Regions from separate parts of the Sus scrofa genome. Here regions 2 and 3 are each linked to region 1. The links are chromatin contacts, called in public Hi-C maps. All regions are on one chromosome and are shown on one strand. The core of a region is the stretch at or near the end of the contact, and the rest is flanking DNA. Distances in the headings are between cores, read along the strand shown.

Region 1 (2,700 bases), core at 163-2,662:
TCTAGGCTTAACTACTGCAGTGTTCAAGTCCAGAAGAAATGGAAGAAAGTGTCTTCCCTGGCAATTTCACATAAATTCCAGGAGCCATTGTAATGGGACCAATTGGTTCATGTGGTCCCTGACCCAGTCTCATAGAGATATCTCTTGCTCTGATGGATCAGGGACCAGGATAGCATGCCTCCCAAAATACACAGGTTGAGATTTGGAAAGTATATAGTTTGCCAAAGAAAACTGTGTACTTTAACTTAAAGAAGCAAGAGGTGCTATTGGGTAGCAAAGACCAACAACAAAATGTCTTACAGATATGGTTGGATATGGAAGACGGAGAAACTAGGAGAATAGGCTAAAACCCCTCAATTGTAGAGAGTCTGAAGGTAGCTGTGAGTTACTATTTATACAGGATTTATCAAATTATAAAGCTTTTTAAAGTTCTCTAGTATTCTGTCATCGATCTTATATAATATTATATGTTATTTCTGTTCTTATATATAGACTAAAGAAAATTTATTTAGGATCAAACAAAAAAAAAGAAAGAAAAGAAATATATATATTAAGGAGTTAAATAGAAAAAGTAAATGTTTCTTTAATTGACCCAAGTACCTGTAACACTCTTTTTATTCATTATGGCCTAGAAAACTTTAATTGCATTGCTCCACTTGGCTCTGGTGTATAGGTAAATAGTAGTAAAAAATTATGTTTTCTAGCAAACTAGAGGCAAACCAAACTATACTGTTTGCTGTTCCTATAAATCCTGGATACAGTGCTCTGCTTCTGGTCGGAAATCAATTATTCCTGTTTACTGACCCACGCAGTAGTATAAATGCATGTAAAATATAATTGTGATATTCTAGCCTCAAAGCTGATTTATTACACATTCCTCTGAGATCTTAACACTGATAAACATAGAACAGAAAAAAACTAAGCAGCTACTTTCTTTCTCCACCAACAGCATTCTTTGCCTTCCCTTGTCACCCTGCTCCCTATAGCCACACCAGTGGGACCAGATAAAAACATCATAGAACTGAATTGTTCTTCCCTTGGATTATAACATCATAACTATTCTTGAGTGTTAGCTCTCTTTCAGCTTCTCTAAGGCTTTTGCAATAATAAATGTACGTATGGTCTGTCTTAAGGGTATTTGCATTATGAAAGGAAATTCTTGAGGACTCTAAAGAAGCTTTAGGAGCAGTAACTGAAATTGTAGGAAGAGAGGTTCTTGGGGAGGGGGAGGCCCTACCTCAACATTTTTGGTGGAGTAGCAAACATAAACTAGGTGCTTTTCACAGTGTTTTTGCTTATAGATTTAACCTAGCTGCCTCAAAGTGCATCCACTTCTGGGCATATGTGTGTGAGTGACCTGCAGATACTAGAATCCTTCCTTCTTCCAGTTCATGAGAGAGTGAGTAAATAAAGACTTGGCAGCCATCTTAGAGCCTGCTGACACCTGCTCTGGACAAATCCCAGGGCAGGGTGTTTTCTGTCTTCATTGCATGTTCTGCACGAAGGACTAAACTTTGTTTATCCTTCATCCAGCTAAAGAGATTATATTTCATGGCCAGCTGGGTTCCCTTTGAGGCAGAATTTGGCTCCTTAAATGTAATACTTGTCTAGATAAATGTTTAAGTTATTTAACAAAGGATAGAAAATCACTTTTCTTGGTAGCTTTTTTCCACTTTTCAGTAGTTTAATAGAGATTATTCGTATGTTTGTTGACAATTTTTTCTCCCCCCCAACCAAGAACAGTATTAAAAAGACTAAATGTTTTACTGCTGTAGAAGGAATTTTATTTTATCATTACTTATAGCACTGTTGTCTTGAGGCTGTGAATATGATCATAGTAGGTCTAGAGTTATTAACTTCCAATTAACATAAGTATCCTCAACTCATTTTGGATGGAGGCTTTTTTCCTTTAGGTGTATTTCCTTTTGGTGGCATGTAGTACTTTCCATACTGACCTCTCTCACTATAGACTTGTGTGATTAGAATTAAAAACTGAGTCATAATTAAAATATTAAGCAGTAGTGTGTATATCATAAAGCTTCTAAAGATCCACAGACATTTTTTCCAAAGCCCTGGAGTGAATACCCATAGCATCTATTACAGTGCCTTGCACAGTTTTTGTTCTCTTGTTTATTATTTGAGCGACAAAGATGTAAATGCTTTGAATTATCTGTGTTACTATCCGCAAACCAGAAATGGATCATAATATCAATGTTTTTCATAAATCTTCTATTATGGGTTGTTTTGATATTTATGCTGCTCATTTTCACGGAGCCCTAACCTGTCAGCGTGGGCTAGTTCCTCATGAATGCGGTGGACTCAGATGTGACAGAGCTTCAGACTGTTTCATTACAGCCACTTTGCCTGGCTTCACATAAAAAAAGGAGCCTAGAAGTGTAAGTCCCTGAAGATCAGAAAGCAGCCACCATGAACTAAGCTAAATGAGACACCTCTGATTTTTTGGGCATGACTGAGAAACCAAAGGCACCACAGCTGTGTGGAGAAAATGCATAGCAGAATGGAGTCGGGTTGTCTGGGTTTAAGGACCAGATCTTCCCAATTACTATTGTGTACTTTTGTATAAATTATTTACCATCTCTAAGCCTTAGTTTCCTTGCTTATAAAATGGAGATAATAATAGTATCTAACTCATAGGGTTGATTTGAGGATTAAGTGAAATCATGCTGCTAAAAGGATATG
Region 2 (2,752 bases), core at 221-2,720, 660 kb before region 1:
GTTTTTCCCCCAGAAATTTAAATAATATGAACTAAACTTATCTAAAGATTTCTGGTAGCATCTGATACCTAAAATAAATTATTTACATATTAATTAAATTTCAAAATATTTAATTACTAGAAATTGGAAATTTTCCCTATGAAAAATAATTAATGTGTTATGTTAAAATGCATTGTTTCTGAAGAATAAGTCAAAATAAATAAATGATTAAACTTATTTAAAATAAGATATATAAAAAGAAAGCTATAGTAAAAACTTGTGCTTAAGGAATTAGGGGCAAAATGTAAGTCACATGGTTGAACTATTATGAACACATACTTTTTGAGGAAAGCTCAGAGTGAACTGGCCACATATGTGCAAGCATGTAAATATGCAATTATAAAATATTGTGCTACTTTTCCTGAGGGATATGGTGGCACTGACCCCACAAGGGTGTGCACTGGTAGGTTTTTCCACTAACAGTGGAAGTCAATCTTTCGCATTAGGATTCTTTCAAATGTACAGAAACAAATCTTTTAGTCCTAGGGTTGAATTTATTCATAGCATCTGAAGTTTAAAAAGGACAATTCAAACACTGTGTATTGGTACTTACCTTGGTCTTCAATTTCTGAATCTCTGCTTCTGTAACTGCATGTTTGATTTGCAACTGAAAACAGAAAAGAAAGGAAAAATATCTGAACTAAGAGTATCTATATTTTTAAAGCCTCGGCAGCTAGCAGAATACCTTATTACATAGCTGAAGGCCTAAAAAAGTGCTGCAATGCAGGAGGTTGTAAATTAAAATGTCTAGTGTGTAAAATGACTCTCCAGGTGCAAACTAATTAAACACAGGGTTTATGGCTCACACTCCCTAACATCAGATTAGGTTACGAATTTAATTGCTCAGGGACCAAAGAGAAGGAAACACACTTTCTTGCCCTCTTTGCAACTCTTCCTTTATGATTTGAGTGTCAAGAAATTGTTTCCTTGAAAATCTTGTGGATTGAATGGCTTCAACGGGCAAGTCAGCCGGTGGCTATGAGTAAAGCTTCCATTCCAAGTCTGGAAGAAAGGTGGCGCTCTGGTCCCACAAGTAAGACATTTTAGGCTTTGCAGCTCTTTTACAGCTCAGGCAGCTGCAAAGCTGGAGAACAGGATGATGCAGATCCACAGCGAAATCCATAAAAATTTTTAATTGCAGGAAAAGTACAGATCTAGATTTGTGTCCTTTAAAAGGTCTACTTCTGTTAAGGACTTAGACACCCACAAAGCTTCAGCTACTGTTTACTGGCCTGAGAGCCGCCATTTGGATTTGTCTTGTTCTCCCCTCCCCACTTTGTTTTCTTTGTAGGAGAAGAACGAAGCAAACATTCATTCCTTAAGGGATAAATAAATACACCAACATTTACGGAAAAACATTTATGGGTTGACGATCACTTTTCTAAAACCCCTGGGGCCAGATGTTTTTGGAATTCAGAATTTTTCTAATTTCAGAATCATAGTAAGATGCATTTTCCATAAATTGCTTATTGCCCACAGCGGGGCGTGGAATCCCTCTGTAATCAAACACACGGAATATTTTTTTTGCCACCAAACATGTGAATATTCTCACTAAGGTGCATAAAGGCTGCAAATAGCATCCTGTCAGTGTGGGTCAGGTTTACCACCAAAATGAGTCTGCCACAAAATTATATTAAAAAACTGTTTCAGAGCATTTTCAATTTATGATTGTACAGAAGGACTGCAAACTTCCCATGTTACTGCAATCAAATAAGTCTAAAGTTTTCCTATGGGAAAGACAGCTAATGAAAAGACAAATGTGAACCTTTAGAGAGCACACCACCCTGAACACCTCAGCTCTCTCTTTTGTTTGTAACCTGCATTTCCTTGGTGTTTACCTGGCCAGTAAGGGCATATGAGAAGGATGTAGAAGAAAAGAGGTTAGAATCAAGGACAGATTCATTCAACACTCAGATACTGATGAATAAAAGCCTAGAAACTGAGGACCTTCACGCTCTGGGCAAAATGTCCTCTCCATGATCTTTCAGGTCTCCTGTCGACACCCTGAAGACAACAAAGCTACAGCTCTGCTCCTGCTCTTGGTCTTGAGGGTGATCTTGAAACTTTCAAATCAGATTCTGCCCCATCCATTTATCTTATTCTCTTGCTTTCGGAGCCGGTCACTCCTCTAAGTCTTGCCCACAGCTCTTGCTCCTTTCATCCGCCACTCCTTCTTACTCTAGGAAATACTCTCTGCGTGGCCAAAATGGTCTTGGCTCCCTCAGTTTCTCACCATAGCCCTAGTGGTACTATGCTTAACTTACCTGCCTTTAGCAGATGCTCAGAGCACCAGTGTACCTGGCAAAGTGCTACTCTAAATTCTTAGCATCTTCTCTTCCACCTCCCTGATGAAGTCTGTAATCATTCAGAGCTCCAGTCTGGATGAATCTCTCGGGACCTGACAAAGCCAGGCAACCCAGGCCAATATGGGCCAAAATGGCTTCTCCAAATGCTGGCTCTATGGTGAAGACACTACTGAATAATGGATCCTTACACTTCTAGACTCACTTTAGACATGGGAAATTAGGGCTTATAGATGAAATAAAATAAGGATTAATTCAAAAGGCACTTATTTTAGAGCTGCCTTGTACAAGGTGCTGTAAAGATAACTCTTTCTCCTTCTAATGAATTTTGGCACTAATCTCTCTACCAATATAAATTAATAAATCAAAATTAGCAAAAGTACGTAGATCTAGACATGATACATTACAGA
Region 3 (2,700 bases), core at 52-2,551, 870 kb before region 1:
TGCAGACAAAGCTTCAGTTACAGGAAAACCAGAGGAAAATAATCTATCTAAAGAAAAACAACATTCTTGCCTTTTAAAAAACTTGTTTACTTGTCAAGTAGAATTATAGAATTTTTAAACTGGAAAAAGGTTTTGACTTAAGTGTATCAAACTTACTCATTTAAGAAAAAAAGTACCAAGAACAGATAACTTGTGTGACTTGCTCAAGATTCTACAGTTAATTAGTGGCAAAATAGAGACTCTGATCTAGTGTCAAGCTTCATATTTTAGCTTTTGAACAAGGTGATTCTGCCTCTCTAGAGTAATTGTTTTACATCTCCTCTCCCTGAACAGACTTCTCAGAGTAAAGAAAACAATAGGCAGTCCCTTGATTGTGCACGAGAAAGTTATCCTGCTCACTTTAAAGTGGATAAATTTTTGAAAACTTTACAGATTTGTAAAACAAGCAGTGTTCAATTATTGTTTTATATATGATATTCTGTTTATGGTCTCTGTGTATTTGAGGGATTCGCAAGCTGACACAGAGTTCATCCTTTGGCAAATATTTTAAGAATGCTCTTTCAGAAAGGAATCAACAAAAACGGCTTCAAACAGCAAAGCACATTTAAAAGCTATAAACATTTTTCTGGAGAATCAAAACTAAAGCCATGCTGCTACTGGTCTTTTCTGATCTGTCTTTAACACACTAGGCCTCATGATGGCAGTGTTCCTTGGTAAATGAACCTGGAAAAATAGCTGCTGTATTCCCAGGAAAAAAACAACCCGAGCCAATGCAGACAAAATGTGATCTTGATTAAACCACAAATATGGATTAAAAATTTAGGGGTTTCATCCACCTAAACCATATCTTTCGTGATCATATTTTCCTACATGAATTTCTCTGTTCAGAATTTGCCATGGATCAGAATGAATTTCAAGGTGTGAATGGCTAACAAATACATAAATACAAGTTAAACGTTGTTTGGATGGGGCGGTTGTCAGTTTACTGTTTGTCTTCACTGCAACGGTGTTAAGAAGAGGACTTAAAATAATAAACTAAATATATTTTGCACTGTGTGTCTTTAGATTTTTTTCCAGATCATTATTGTCTTAGAAGTCTCTGTCTTGGGTGTGGGAAAGCAAGGCGAGTCTGCTTCTCATGCTTACAATTTTCCTCTTAGGCTGAAAATATTCCCTATAAGATGAGAGTGAGATTTTCTGAGTCTCTTCTAAAAAGGCGTGAAGCTACAGATGGAGGTTAAAGCAGCAGCTACTGTCAGTCAAGGCTCCAGGCAAGACTGTGAAATCAAAGATTTGTTCCTGTTTCTCAGCCCTGGTCCTTTCTAGTGTCTCTTAACGCTGCCCCTTGATAGCGCCAGGGGGTAAAAGAGCTAGTCTCGTCCTCCAGATCTTCTTTCCATTTCTTGATCTTTTCTAGGTGGATTTTGTATTTTAAACATGGGCTGTGTACTTTCTATAAATCTCACAAGAATGAATGTCAGTCACCTGAAAGGGAACACTCTGGGACAGGCATGCAATGTACACCTAACTCATACAGCTAACAGCCTTAGCCAGAAGCTCTTGGGTGACACTCTAGGCTTGCCTGGCAGACCTGCCACCACATACCATAAATAAACAATGACTGACAGAGTTATTATTTATGTATCTGACACTCTGGTAGGTGTGGCAGCAAAATGAATAGGCTCCCCCCCCGGCCCCCCGTACTTATAGTCGATTCAAGGAAATGAGACAATTTCCACTGCACAACAGGGCCGAATAGAAGTTACTGAGAAAATACAAAACACAGGAGGTGAGGGGCTGGGCATTATAAAAGAGAGCGCTCACATCTTCTGGTTGAAGGATGGAGAAAGATTTCACAGGGGGAATTATATTTGATATTGATAGGAACCAAAACCATTGGGTAACGATGTGTTTGGTTACTCTGCAGCCCCAACCAGAAATGTGCTCTCCCTTAAATCTCCATTCACCAAAGGCTCTCCCCTGTCTTAAGCTATGTCAACGGTCTCTCCTGAATGAGGCCACAGGGGAGAGAATGGTAACCCAATTTTACTAAAACAGAACGAATACAAACAGGGGAAGTAGAAGGTTACACTGGAGGCCTGATTTGAGTCTATCATTACAGGAGTCCTTGAATGCAGAGAGAGCAGTTCCTATAAAATTCCATAGGCAATGGGGGTCACTGAGGACTGCCAAGACTCCCAACTATATCCAGCTAGGCACAGGGAGGAACTGTGAAAGAAAAGCTAGTCATTAAATATAATTGATGACCTATCGTATTCTACTGGCAGACTGCACTATTATAACAGTTCTCAAACTTTAAGGTACTTCAGAACCCTCTGGAGGCTTGTTACATTGCAGACTGCTGGGCTTCAATTCTCAAAATTCTGATTACGTTCAGGTGAGACCTGAGATTTTGTTCAATACCAATGCTGCTGGTCTGAGGACCATGCCTAAAGAACAATTTGTTTATGGGCACTATAGAATATTTGCCAGGTTAGAGAAAGCCAATTCATCCTAAGGATCATACCACAAAAATACCCCCAAGTCCTTCTTCCCTGATGATTATTTCTATATTTCTATATTTGACCAGGGACATCACGATATTTTTTTTTTTATCTTAACCACATGCCTGTTTGGGATTTTTTTAAAAAGCCATTTTAATGTTGAAAATATAGCATACAATGATATTAAAGTGAGTTT

What was found. A called contact is a pair of places that touch in the nucleus more often than the background predicts.
Region 2: a Hi-C map of fetal skeletal muscle shows a contact between it and region 1, with 2.9 times the contacts expected there. The contact joins two enhancer-like sites. A contact is called at or near these places in 18 of 47 Hi-C or Micro-C datasets (adipocytes, alveolar macrophages, brain and 11 more) and 1 of 2 datasets of contacts at active chromatin or transcription factors (skeletal muscle).
Region 3: a contact with region 1 is called in a Hi-C map of fetal skeletal muscle, with 2.4 times the contacts expected there. The contact joins two enhancer-like sites. A contact is called at or near these places in 1 of 5 promoter capture datasets (fetal skeletal muscle), 12 of 47 Hi-C or Micro-C datasets (alveolar macrophages, embryonic fibroblasts, epiblast stem cells and 7 more) and 1 of 2 datasets of contacts at active chromatin or transcription factors (skeletal muscle).

What each region holds. Positions count from the first base shown.
Region 1 is chr9:74,230,528-74,233,227 of Sscrofa11.1, reverse strand. No RefSeq gene overlaps it. Among named protein-coding and RNA genes, the nearest start is that of CASD1, 45 kb to the left of the region's middle. Within about 2 kb of position 1,412, at least 2 of the 83 cell types and tissues checked have an H3K27ac peak or open chromatin away from gene starts, as enhancers often do. A contact at or near this core is called in fetal skeletal muscle, where this site is marked.
Region 2 is chr9:74,889,354-74,892,105 of Sscrofa11.1, reverse strand. It overlaps PPP1R9A (neurabin-1), which reads right to left. Exons shown (of 19, transcript XM_021063384.1): 8 at 593-646. Among named protein-coding and RNA genes, the nearest start is that of PON1, 84 kb to the left of the region's middle. Within about 2 kb of position 1,470, at least 13 of the 83 cell types and tissues checked have an H3K27ac peak or open chromatin away from gene starts, as enhancers often do. A contact at or near this core is called in fetal skeletal muscle, where this site is marked.
Region 3 is chr9:75,097,167-75,099,866 of Sscrofa11.1, reverse strand. No RefSeq gene overlaps it. Among named protein-coding and RNA genes, the nearest start is that of ASB4, 12 kb to the left of the region's middle. Within about 2 kb of position 1,301, at least 9 of the 83 cell types and tissues checked have an H3K27ac peak or open chromatin away from gene starts, as enhancers often do. A contact at or near this core is called in fetal skeletal muscle, where this site is marked.